2 separate regions of the Callithrix jacchus genome follow, and region 2 is linked to region 1. Evidence: chromatin contacts called from public Hi-C data. All regions are on one chromosome and are shown on one strand. The core of a region is the stretch at or near the end of the contact, and the rest is flanking DNA. Distances in the headings are between cores, read along the strand shown.

What was found. Hi-C and Micro-C count contacts between places; a contact is called where the count stands out from the background.
Region 2: a contact with region 1 is called in a Hi-C map of skeletal muscle, with 5 times the contacts expected there. The contact joins the promoter of SLC25A29 here to the enhancer-like site in region 1. A contact is called at or near these places in 2 of 3 Hi-C or Micro-C datasets (both in skeletal muscle).

What each region holds. Positions count from the first base shown.
Region 1 is chr8:135,155,383-135,161,483 of calJac240_pri, reverse strand. All of the region lies in intron 1 of YY1 (YY1 transcription factor), which reads right to left. Among named protein-coding and RNA genes, the nearest start is that of YY1, 7.8 kb to the right of the region's middle. Within about 2 kb of position 4,568, at least 4 of the 16 cell types and tissues checked have an H3K27ac peak or open chromatin away from gene starts, as enhancers often do. A contact at or near this core is called in skeletal muscle, where this site is marked.
Region 2 is chr8:135,207,975-135,214,438 of calJac240_pri, reverse strand. It overlaps SLC25A29 (solute carrier family 25 member 29), which reads left to right and starts at 4,074. Exons shown (of 5, transcript XM_078335757.1): 1 at 4,074-4,348.

The sequences.
Region 1 (6,101 bases), core at 3,319-5,818:
GATCTCTTGAGGCCAGGAATTAGAGACCAGCCTGAGAACAAAGAGAAACCCTGCCTCTACAAAGAATGGTGGAGGGGAGGGGAGGAAGGGAGGGAAAAAGGATACACCCATCCTAAAAGGCTAAAACAAGGTAATGTGTTAAAGGCCAACCATCATGCCTGGGAAATTGAGTAGTGTGCAAAAAAAGCCCCTGTATTCCACTTCCCGCCCTCTCCTAGGTTTAAGGGGGAACAGCAGGTCTTGCGTCTTGCATGTAATAGGGACTTGCCAAGTTCCTGTTGACTGAAGTACACAGGCGGTGCTAGCACACGTATTAGCTTGCTATTACCACTGTAACAAAACCACCGCCAATTTGGTGGTTTGGAACAACAAGAATTTATTCTCTTACAGTTCTAGACGCCAGCAATGAGAATCAGTTTCAGAGCTATAAAGCCATTGTGTGGGTTCCTTCCGGAGGCTTTAGTGGAGAACCTGGTCCCTAACTTCTTCTAGCTTCTGAAGGCTGCCTATATTCTTTGACCTCTTCTCTTCACCTCACTCCAACCTCTTGCACCCCTCCTACATCCTCTTTGGCAGTCAATCTCCCACTACCTTCCAGTGAACACAAGGACACTTCCGTGATTACATCTGGTACCCATCTGGATAGTCCAGGCTACTCTCCCCATTTTGAGAACCTTGGTTTAATCACACTTGCAAATAAGGTTAATGCACACAGCTTCCAAGAATTAGGATCTGGCTATCTTGGAAGTCATTATTCAGTCAACCACAGTATGTTAATCATAAAAATCTCTTTTTCAGACAGAATCTTAGCATTACCCAGGCTGGAGTGGAGCTCACTGCAGCCTTGACCTCCTGGGCTCAGGTGGTTCTCCTGCATCAGCTTCCTGAGTAGCTGGTGCTATAAGCACATGCTACTATCCCTGGCTTTTTTTTTTCCTGTAGAGACAAGGTCTCACTATGTTGCCCAGGTTGGTCTCAAACTCCTGGCCTCAGATCCATCCACCTCAGTCTCCCAAAGTGCTGGGATTACAGGTGTGAACCACCATGCCCCGCCACATTCTATAATACATTTTTAAGGCAGCTCTTAGAGAACACTGTGAAATTTGTCACTACATTGGCTGAAAAATGCCAGTACTACCACTCAGTGGTCCCTTCATACACAAAGGCATTGATTTTTGAATTCAGTCCTAAAAAAAAAGCTTTATTTCCGTAGAATAAGTATCCAATAAAGGTAATGTAAGTTCCTTTTTTATCTTGACTGCCAGGAAGCTCATTAGGGTTGACGTCAATGTTTCCTGTGATCCTGATTTTCTATTTTCACCTTCACCAACTGACATATTTACCTATGTATGTATGCATGTACGTGTTTAGCTAGATTTTGTTTCTCCACACCTTGTATTTTAGGCCACTCTAGGTTACTCCTGGCAAAAAGACAAAGACTCACCACTGCCATCACCCAAACTTTCACCGAAATGGGGAGAGCTAAACATTTGGGATTCACTGCTAAGCAACAGGCAAAAATCAAGATGTAGTCTGTTTCCCAGTTTTTCCTACTAATAAAGACCTTAAGAAAGGATACTATCATTGTTAAGTACCCGTTTCATTCTGGCAACTGCCACGTTTCTCAATCCAAACAAAATCTTTAAGGTATTAAACCCTATGTTTTTGGCTGAAGAAACTGACCTCAGAAATAACAAGCAATGTATCTAAAGAGCAGTAAGTAGCAGATCTGATATTTGAATCAAAGACTGACTCTAAAGCCCATGATGCCTCTAAAAGGCAACACTTCTCCACCTTCTCTCTATTGCTAATACTTGTTTTCCACCTATACAGGAATAGACAAAAATAAGTATTTTGGTATAAGCACTGGATTCTGCCTTATAGCACAATTCCATCCATTCGTTCACTCAATATTCAAAGTCCAATACTCTCCTGAAGAGACAGGTCCTGGCACCAACAGAACAGCTTCTTGCACAGCAATGGCAGTCCCTTTCCCTGCTTCACAGATCTTCTATTTGAGGAGGGGAACTAATTTACACAAGAAAGCTAGGTGCAGTGGCTCACGCCTGTAAAACCAACACTTTGGGAGGCTGAGGCAGGCAGATTACTTGAGGTCAGGAGTCTGAGACCAGCCTGGCCAACATGGTGAAACCCATCTCCACTAAAAATAAAAAAATTAGCCGGGTGTGGGGGTACACGCCTGTAATCCCAGCTACTCAGGAGGCTGAGGCAGGAGAATCACTTGAACCCAGAAGGTAAAGGTTCTCCACTGCACTCCAGCCTGGGCAACAGAGCAAGACTATCTTGGAGAGAAAAAAAAAATTACACAAGAAATGGTCCATCGCAAATAACCATTCATACTTTTTTAATTGTAATTTACATTGTTTTAATGTTTAACCACATATGAAACCACCGTGTAAAACTAAAGTAACTGAATGGCTATTAAGAATTTTATTCAAGCTGGGTGGAGTGGCACACACCTCTAGTCCCACTTACTAGGGAGGCTGAGGCTGGAGAACCGCCTGAGCCCAGGAGTTCGAGGCTACAGTGCACAATGATCACACCTGTGAATAGCCAGTGCACTCCAGTCTGAGCAACATAGCAAGAACCTGTCTCCAAAAAAAAAATATTTTTTTTGCTCAAGAGTTCCTAATATCCCATTTGCTAGGTCATGTTTAAGAAATTGAGTAGGCTGGGTACAGTAGCTCACATCTGTAATGTCCACACTTTTGGGGGGCCAAGGCGGGCAGATGACTTGAGGTCAGGAGTTTGAGACCAGCCCTGGCAAACATGGTAAAACCCGTCTCTACTAATACAGTAGGTTAGCCAGGCATGGTGGCACACACTTGTAATCCCAGCTACTCAGGAGGGTGAGGGAGAAGAATTGTTTGAGCCTGGGAGGCAGAGGGTGTAGTGAGCCAGATCAAACCACTGCAATCCACCCTGGGTGAGAGAGCAAGACTCTGTATCAAAAAAAAAAAAAAAAAAAAAAAAAAAGAGAAGAAGAATAATTGAGTAGTTTGTTGTATTTGTAAAGGAATAGAATTTCCTTGTTATGAAGATTGAAAGTGACTTTAAGGATACTGCTATCCCAACTCATTTTACAAAGATCCCAAGGTCAGTGCCCTCTAGAGAGGAAATAAGATGCTGCTGGCTTTCTATTATTGATAATTATTCATGAAGTTAAATACAATGGAACCTACTGAGAAGATACTCAGAACTACGAAATAGCTTGGCTTGGCTCCCCGTATGTGTTGTTATTAAGGTTCATCATACATGAAAAGGTGCAAACCTATCCAGTAGTCAGCTAACTTCTAAAATTTCCCTTGGCTCTTCCTAACAATCTACTATAACAGTAATTACATTAGTGTTATTTTCTAAATCCAAGTCATGATTCTGATAACCCTGTCTCTGCAAAAAATTAGCCGTGCCCGGTGGTGCGTGCCTGCAGTCCCAGCTCTTGGAGAACCTGAGGCAGGAGAACTCCTTGAGCACAGGAGGTGGAGGTTACAATGAGCTGAGATTGGGCCACTGAACTCCAGGCTGGGTGACAAAGTGACACCCTGTCTCAAAAAAAAAAAAAAAAGAAAATTCACTTTTGCTTACCTACTCTTCCTACTGGAAGTAGTAGGAGCACAGAGAAAATAAATTAGCAAATACTCTTTCTTAAGTAATGTTCATTGCAATAATTGTTTTACTAATATAATTTCTAAGTTTCCCAGCCTTAAAACAGACTGACCTTGTAAAGCGATATTCAAAAACAAACTAGAAATGCCTTTTGTAAATATCCACCTAGGAGATGGACATGGATGTTTTAAAAACTTTACCCCCTTCCAAAAGCCTAAAATGCTAACTGTGGATGACCTTTTCCCGATACCAATTTTCCCCCCCCACTAGGGGGAGTGAGTTGTGGATAGCAGGAGGGAAAAGGAAAGGTTAATAACCTTGAGTGGAGAGTCTGACAGCACAGGGGCTTTATCCGGAATCGAAGCTAAAGCTTTCAGAGCCACCAGATCAGGAAACCAGATCTATGACTTAGGCTGCCTTATGTAGGTCATGAGGTTGAAGTGATTACTTTCGACGGCTTTTTGAGCTTGGCTCCATGGAAATTCATGTTCATAGCATCTCTACTTAGCGATAAATAGCACAGTTTTACTGGGGGGATGAAAAACCCACAGAGACTGAATGGCAAACCATCATGACTAGTGATTTTTGGCAAACCTGTATCTTCCAAACTTATAAAATTGAGAAAAATTCAATGCATTTCAACTTACTTGCATTTATTGATTTTAATATCAGTGGTTTTCTGCTCATATACATTTTGCTTAATCCAGAACAGGCCACTTCTCTATTCATTGTAACAGAATAGTAATTATTATTTTTGCCTCTTCTTCAGCAATTTTATTTGTCTGTTCTCAGAAGGTCACAGCTCAGGTAGGGTCTGACCACCCCACATACCAACAAGGTCCAAGCAAAGGTTCTCTGCCTGGGGCATAGGCTGCCCTGGGTATACCAGGGGAGGGTCCACTGATTCCCAGACGTGAAGGAGGTGCCACTCAGCTGCCAGTACTTTGAGAAGGCACAGCCCCCATCCAACCTAAGCTGTATTGGGTGGCAGGGCACAGGATTGGCAGGGTGGGGGGACACAGTCCCAACTGTCCCTGCACCTGTGCCATCTTCATTAGCCATGGACAGGCAGTATGCACATGCTGGCCTCGCCTCACAAAACACATGTATGCAAATGGAATGGGACGGGGTGGCCATGGACATGTTTGCTCTTTCCCACAGTTCTAGGCATCTATGTAGCAGTTCATGCACATGGCAATGCAACGTCTGCTCCCTCCAAATTAGTTAACCACTCTGAATTAAAATATCAACAGCCTTAGAGAGGTGCACAGTTTCTCACCACCCGGAACCTCAAGTTTTTAAATCACCTAGATTTTCTCTAAATGTTTTAAATTCTCAGTTTTTAATCATTATCTTCCCTATTCAATGCAATGGTTAAGCGGGTTAGTTTATAATTAAGTTATAAAACAGTTATTCCTGTATAATAGCATGACTACCTAGGGAAAAAATACATAGTACTGTAATGAACACTGAAATATTTATTAATTACATATAGCCAAAAAGCCCAAAGTAAACACTGGCTTTAAGCAACTGATTAAGATTATTCAAAACACAGTTGAAGCTGGGTGTCTGTAGTCCCAGCTACTCAGGAATTTGAGGCAGGGGGATAGTCTGAGCCCAGGAATTCAAGGCCAGCCCAGGCAACAAGGCAAGATACCATCTCTAATTTAAAAAGCAACAACTAAAAAACTCCCAGATGCACAGAGATCCCAGCTACTTGGAAGGCTGAGGTGAGAGGATTGCTTCAGCCCAGGACTGCACTCTAGCCTGTGTGACAGAATGAGACTCTGTTTCAAAAAAAAAAAAAGAGAGAGTGTGAGGGTGTGTGTGTGTTGGGGGAGGCAGGCCGGTAATCCCAACAATTTGGGAAGCTGAGGCGGGTGAATCGTCTGAGCTCAGGCGTTCAAGACCAGCCTGGGCAACATGGCGAAACCTCATCTCTACCAAAAATAAAAAATTAGCTGGGGCCAGGTGCAGTGGCTCACACCTGTAATCCAGCACTTTAGGGGGCCAATGCGGGTGCGGATCACAAGGTCAAGAGATTGAGACCATCCTGGCCAACATGGTGACCAAATGGCCAGCATGGGTCTTTACTAAAAGCTGGGCATGGTGCCGCACAGCTGTAGTCCCAGCTAGTCAGGAGGCTGGGGCAGAAGAATCATTTAAAACCAGGAGGCAGAGGTTGCAGTGAGCCAAGATTATGACACCGCACTCCAGCCTTGCAACAGAATGAGACCGTGTCTCAAAAAAAAAAAAAAAAAAAAAAATTAGTGGGGCATAGTGGCCCGCCCTGTGGTCCCAGGTACTCAGGAGGCGGAGGCTGCAGTGAGCAGAGATCTCACCACTGCACTCCAACCTGGGTGACAGAGTGAGACCCCATCTCAAAAAAAATAGTAAAAAGAGAAAAAAACAGGTATCTAGGGACCCTTTAAGGTTTAAAACTAATAAAAAAAAAAACTGTTAGATTCCTATGC
Region 2 (6,464 bases), core at 2,825-5,324, 53 kb before region 1:
GGCTTTTCGAAGTTCAGTAACCTAGCAGCACACCTGCATGACCCCCTCCCTTCCCGGTTCCTGTCCTCACCCCCTCCCTGATGTCCCTCACCCAATGTCAATTGTGCAGGCCCTGGGCACACCAAGGTGAAGGGGACAGACCCAGGACCTGCCTTCACGGTGCTTCCAGCTAAAGGCAGCCCCCAGCACCCACATCCTGAGGTTCCCTTGGAAGGTCAGATCAGGCGGACTTGTCCCAGAGCCCATTCCTCCACTGTCCCCCACATGCTGACCTTTGTCCCCAAATCCAACAGCCTCCCCCACCATGAGCCCTGCCCTCCCCCAAACCAGCTCTCCCTCCAAGCTCTCCCTGCAAAGTACAGGCGAAGGGCCCACATTCCTCATCTCCCAGGCCTGGCACAATCCCACTCCTGCCTTCGCAGCCCGCCTCAGCTCTCTCACCAAAGCTGCCTCCCTGAAAGGAGGTTTCCTTTTTCTTTTTGAGACAGGGTCTTGCTCTGTCACCCAGGTGTGATCATAGCTCACCTCAGCCTTGACCTCCTGGGCTCAAGCGACCCTCCTGCCTTAGCCTCCTGAGTAGCTAGGACTTACAGGCCTGCAGGCCACCACATCCTGCTATTTTTTTTTTTTTTTTTTTTTTTTGAGACAGAGTTTCACTCTTGTTACCCAGGCTGGAGTGCAATGGCACAATCTCGGCTCACCGCAACCTCCGCCTCCTGGGTTCAGACAATTCTCCTGCCTCAGCCTCCTGAGTAGCTGGGACTACAGGCATGCGCCACCGTGTCCAGCTAATTTTTTGTATTTTTAGTAGAGACGGGGTTTCACCATGTTGACCAGGATGGTCTCGATCTCTTGACCTCGTGATCCACCCACCTCGGCCTCCCAAAGTGCTGGGATTATAGGCATGAGCCACCGCGTCCGGCCTTTTTTTTTTTTTTTAAGAGGTGGGGACTTGCTATGTTGGCTAGGCTGGTCTCAAACTCCTGGCTTCCAAGCGATCCTCCTGCCTCAGCCTCCCAGAGTGCTGAGATTACAGGATAAGCCACTGAGCCCAGCCTCAAGGTTTCTGAAGCTCAACCGGGACTCAGAGGTCGCTGCAACCTGACCCCAGGATAATTTTAAAGGCATGTGCATTTGCTCAACAACAAAGCAAAACAGGTCATGCTTGTCTCCCTATCGGCTTCCATAATTTTCTCACGATTGCCACATGCTGTTTTTTGTTGTTTACCGAGAGCCAGCTCAGCTGTAAAGACCCCCCACCCAGGCAGCACTGACGGAACCAAGAAGCAGACACCCAGACAGAAAAGTAAGTGGGTCTATCTGGGGGTCCAGCAGCCTTCTGAGCTGAGAGCCTCAGGGCTGACAGCATTCCAGGCTGAAGGGGCTGGAGTAGATTCTGACTCACGCAGTTATTCTCTCTTAACAGGTGATCATTAACGAACAGATGTTCGGTGTTTTCTCATAACACAGAATATGCCAAGTAGGCAGCTGGTGCCCGCTTACCACTGATGACAGACAAACTAACAAGCATTCTCCACGAGGGAGCCACGGGGTCAGGGTCAGATATCTTAAAGCATTGTTTTAACTCGTGTATGATATTGATACCTTGTCCTGCCACTTGGAATGCCCCAAGTAGTTTTCTACTTGAGTGGGTGGGCGGCTAGGTTTTTCTTGCCATGGTTATTCCTAGCAAACAATATATTCTATCACACACTCAGCATTTATCAATATTCATAAACTTAACATTTCTCAACAGTTGTTGGGTTTTTGTTGTTTTGGTTTTTTTGAGACAGTCTCACTCTGTCGCCCAGGCTGGAGTACAGTAGCATCGTGCCAGCTCACTGCAACCTCCGTCTCCTGCGTTCAAGCAAATCTCCTGCCTTAGCCTCCCAAGTAGCTGGGACTACAGGTGCCCACCATGCCTGGCTAATTTTTATATTTTTTAGTAGAGACTGGGTTTCACCACGTTGGCCAGGCTGGTCTCAAACTCCTGATGTCAGGTGATCTGCCGGCCTCAGCCTCCTAAAGTGTTGTGATCACAGACATGAGCCACCGTGCCCAACACTGCATGCTGTTAAGGTACTTGATTTTCCTCCCAAACCTCCTCAACCAGGAATGGATGTTCAGGGATTTGTGTTTACCTTGTGAACCCTCCAGCATCCCAAGGACACCCTGCTCCTAAGGTAAGTGACTAGACGTAGGTCATCCAGTGTAATCACCAGTCTGCAGGGTTCAAGTGATTCTCCTGCCTCAGCCTCCCAAGTGGCTGGAATTACAGGTGTCTACCACCACGCCTGGCTAACTTTTGTATTTTTTAGTAGAGACTCGTTTCACTACGTAGCCCCTCAACCAGTTCCTGCCCATTTGGTCTGGGCTTCTCTTGGGGTCCCCCATGCTACTACTGCTTTTCTGGCTCATGGGCCACTCTCCCCCCATGCACACACCTGCCTCCCTGAGGCACCCGGGTGGGTGAGAGAGGGTGGCGATATTCAAACACAGGCCTCCAGACTCCTCATTCAGGGCACACCAGCTATCACGAGCCCTGGACTAGGAGTCAGCAGACCTAGGGTTTGGGTCTCTTCCTAACCAACATTCTAGTTAAGACTCCATGCCAGGAAGGGCAGCCAGGCCCAGCCCGGGCACCCCGAGCTCGGGATCCCGACGGCACCCAGGCAGGAGAAAGGCCTCAGGAGGAGGACGAGGACAAAGGGCGGCCTCACTGGGACTGGGCTATAGTGCTGGACTTCCTGGCTGGATGCGCGCAGGGAGTGGGGTGGGGAAGGAAGCTGTGGGCAGGGCCGGGGAGAGGCGTCTGGGAAGGGCTGCCGTTCCACCTGCACGTCCGTTGGGGACCCCCGCCCCTAGCATCAGGCTGCACTACAGGCAACACCTACCTGAGTGTCGTAGTACCAAATACACAGAACCTTACGATCTGCCCCTCCAGCAGGTACAGCACCCACTGGAATTCAAATAAAAGAACCATGTGATTCTAAGCCTGGAAACGTGGCACAGAGTGTGGCCTTGCCTGCAGGCCCTGAAGAAGGAAGCTGGGCCCTAAGGCTGTGCGATCTGACTCCCACAGTGAAGAGAAAGTGCCTGACCCGTCTGCTCCCAGGCTCCAAACCGACCGTCTGGACCTCCCGAGGCGCTGGGGAAGAGCTGGTGGGAAGTCACCGACGGAGACCCTCCACAAGGACCACGGTAGTCCCTTGCCACTGCGAATGTCAGGGACTCCTTGGGGGGCCGAGTCAGACTCGGCTCTAACTCATCTCCGCAGCCCAGGGGTACCCTGATGACCCAGAGCCAAGCGCCCTCCGACTTCAGCGTCTGAGCACGGCCCCTCCGGTCTCGCCCCGTCCCGCCACCGCTGACGGACGCGCTGCGATCTGCCCTGGCTCCACTCCGCAGCCTGTCCACGTCCCTCCCTCCACAGCCTTCCGTGGCTCCCGCGACCCGCAGTCCAAGGGAAAGTGCTGTTTCCCGAAGGCCTGGCTGCGCCCTTTGCCCCATGACCCCTTTCCCTTTTAAAGTTCTCTCCTCTCCACCCAAATCCCAGCCTCAGGCCCCACGGAAGCGCCCGAGTGCGTCCGACCCTCACAATCCGGCGGGTTCGGCCAGGAGGCCACCGCCGCCACGGGCGCGCAGGCGGGACGGGCAGAGGCTCCCCAGCGGCGATTCCAGCCCGCGGAGTTTCACAACTAGCGGCGCTCCAAGGCCGTTATCGCGGCAGGGTCCGTACGGCACAGGCGAGGGCGCTGAGGTTCCGCGGCGGCGCTGGACTTCGAACCCAGGGCCTGTCCGGGCCAGCGCCGCCCGGCGCACTTCGGGAGGGGTCCCCAGCCGCGGGGCGGACGCACCCCGCGCGCTCTTTGTCTGCCGGGCCTCGGCGCCCGGCCCGCGCGCCCGCCACGTCCCCCGCGCCCCGCCCGCCCGCGCACGCCCGGCCAATGAGGCGCGGCGGCGGAGCTCAGGGCCCCGGGTGTTGTCCGCGCCGCGCCCGCCCATTGGCCTCGCTCAGCGCCCGGCCCGGGCCCCGCCTGCGAGCACGAGGGGCGGGGCGCGGGGCCCGAGGTGAGGGACCGCGGGCCCGAGGGGATCCAGCCAGCCCGCAGCCGCCGCCGAGGGACCAGCCGGGCCCCGCCGCCGCCGCCGCCGTCCCCGACCGCGCCCCTGCCTGCCCGGGCTCCGCGCCCCAGGACGGGCGGCCAGGCCCAGCCCCGTCTCCGCGAGCTCGGGGACCCCGACGGCGCCCAGCCAGGAGAGGGGCCGTAGGAGGAAGACAAGGAGAAGGGCGGCCTCGCCGGGGACCCGGCCATGGCGCTGGACTTCCTGGCTGGATGCGCGGGGGGTAAGGAGGCGGCGGGCCGGGCCGGGGCGAGGCGTCCGGGGAGGGAGGCCGGCCCACCTGCACGCCCGGGCCTCGCGGCTTCCGCTGGCGGGGGTCGCCGCGTCTGTGAATGGGGACAGCAGTGCTCTTGCCTCGGGCGGCTCTCCTGGGCGTAAACTGACTTCAGGCCCCGGCTGTCCGCGGGGGCAGGTGTCTTGAACTCCTCCGGGCACGCTCGGAAGGGAGGTCTGGGGCGCCGGGGTAGCACCGTGGCCGGGCGGAGGCTACGACTGCCGGGAGGATGTCCCGCTGCCCCCCCGGCACCGCAGTCCTGGACTTGTCTCCCTCCCTTCCCCCATCCCCATCCGGCGCGCCCCGGGAGCAGGTCTCCTCCCCCCGCCGTAAATTTTGGGGCTGACTCCACCCGGTTCCGCACAGCCGTCTAGCTGGGTGTGGCTACGGGGCGACCCCTACCCGGCTGGCCTTGGAGGGCACCGAACCGCTCTGGCCAGACCCTAGGTGCCGAGTCACACCTTGGAACGCCGCCCCTTCCTACGCGGTTTTGTGAGCTGCTGGGGGCCGGAGGCGGGTGGTGGGTGGGCGGGACGAGCCGGTGTGGGGCACCTTCTCCGAGGCCCGGCCGCGGCCCTGGGGTTTCTCCCCAAGCCGATGTCCCCGGGAGGTCCCGGGCGGGCGTGCAGCCCGGGCTCTGCCCTGCCCCGACTGTGGGCGTCGGGCAAGGCACTTCCCTGTTGGGCCTCTGGCTTCTTTGCTTTTACCTTGAGGGTTAATTTATTCACCAGGGATTCCTGGGGAGGCTAGGTGAGCTATCGGTGGGTGGTTGGCGGGGGGAGTTGCAGAGAGGGCTGGCCCGTTATCCTCGTCTGGTTCCGCCTTTCTCCCCAGCACCTGCCCTTGTTCTCCGCGCTTCACCTGCTTGGATTTGGCTCGAATCCAGCGCTGACAGCCAGAGTGGCCAGCGGTGGCCTTAAGTATTTAAACCTGTGGCGTTGGAGCCTGCTTCTTCCCGGGCGAGAGACGTGTTGGGGAAGTGGTGTGCGGTGACGGGAGTTAGAACTCCCCGGCCGGTCACCCAGTCAGAAGCTGCTGGGGAGAAAGCCTGGAGTTTGCTGCCAATCGCTGGGGGGTTTCTCCCTAGCGCTGGGTGCCCTAGAGGCAGAGGGGGCGTGTCCTCTGCGAATTCCATTCTCACCTTCCCCTCCCGACTCCTATCTTGCTGTCTGTTCCACCCTTGCTCCCCAACCACTTCCAGCTCCTGCGGGTGGGGTGAGGGGCTGTTCCCAGGCCAACACCTTCCGGTCCTTGGGGAGTGTAGATTCTTTCCCGGAGGGGCAGGGTTCTTTCTGCAGTTGCGCTGCAGCCCGTGCTGCTGTCCTGGGAACACCGGGGTTTGGGGTAGGAACACTCCCACTAAGGCCAGGCCTGAGGTGCCTACGGGCACACCTATGCAGTCACTCCTCTGCACTCCCGCTGTGCAGGCCTCCTTGCCTGGAATGTCCTTCGCTGCCCATCCTCATGGGCCCACGTGGGAGAGATCAGATCCATGCCCCCTGCCCTAGATTTGTGGGTGAGGCCAAGGACTGGCACTGTCCGGTGCTATAGCACCGGGGCACAGCCACCCCCCACCCCCTGCCCAGGCCCTGTTCTGTGGGTAAAACCCCCAGGCACACAGTGCCCACCTAGTTAAGGCTCTGCAAGCCTAAGCCTGAGCCTCCCAGGGGACAAGGACAGAAGTCACTTGGGGGCTTCCTCCTGGTCTCATCTGAGAAATCTAGGCCCAGAGAGGTGGAGGGACTAGAGAAAGTCACACCACATTCTCCTCTGACCCACAAGGGCGGGTCTGTAATCCTCTCTTCTCCTCCTTCCTCCAGGGCGCTGGGGTGGGGCCTCAGGACAGTGAACTAACTGACTGTGTCCCAGGCTCCAGGTCCCTGGCACAGCCAGAGTCACACTGACAGCCTGCCCAGAGGTACCCCATTTTGGGACCTGCACCCCAGTGGTCCTTGCCTGGCTCCTTCTTAGGCTCTCCCCAACCTACAGGCTCAGGATAGATGATAGCAATGCTTCTTCTTGGTGGCTGGAGAGGGGGACTGTCTACCCCCTACTATTTGCCTAG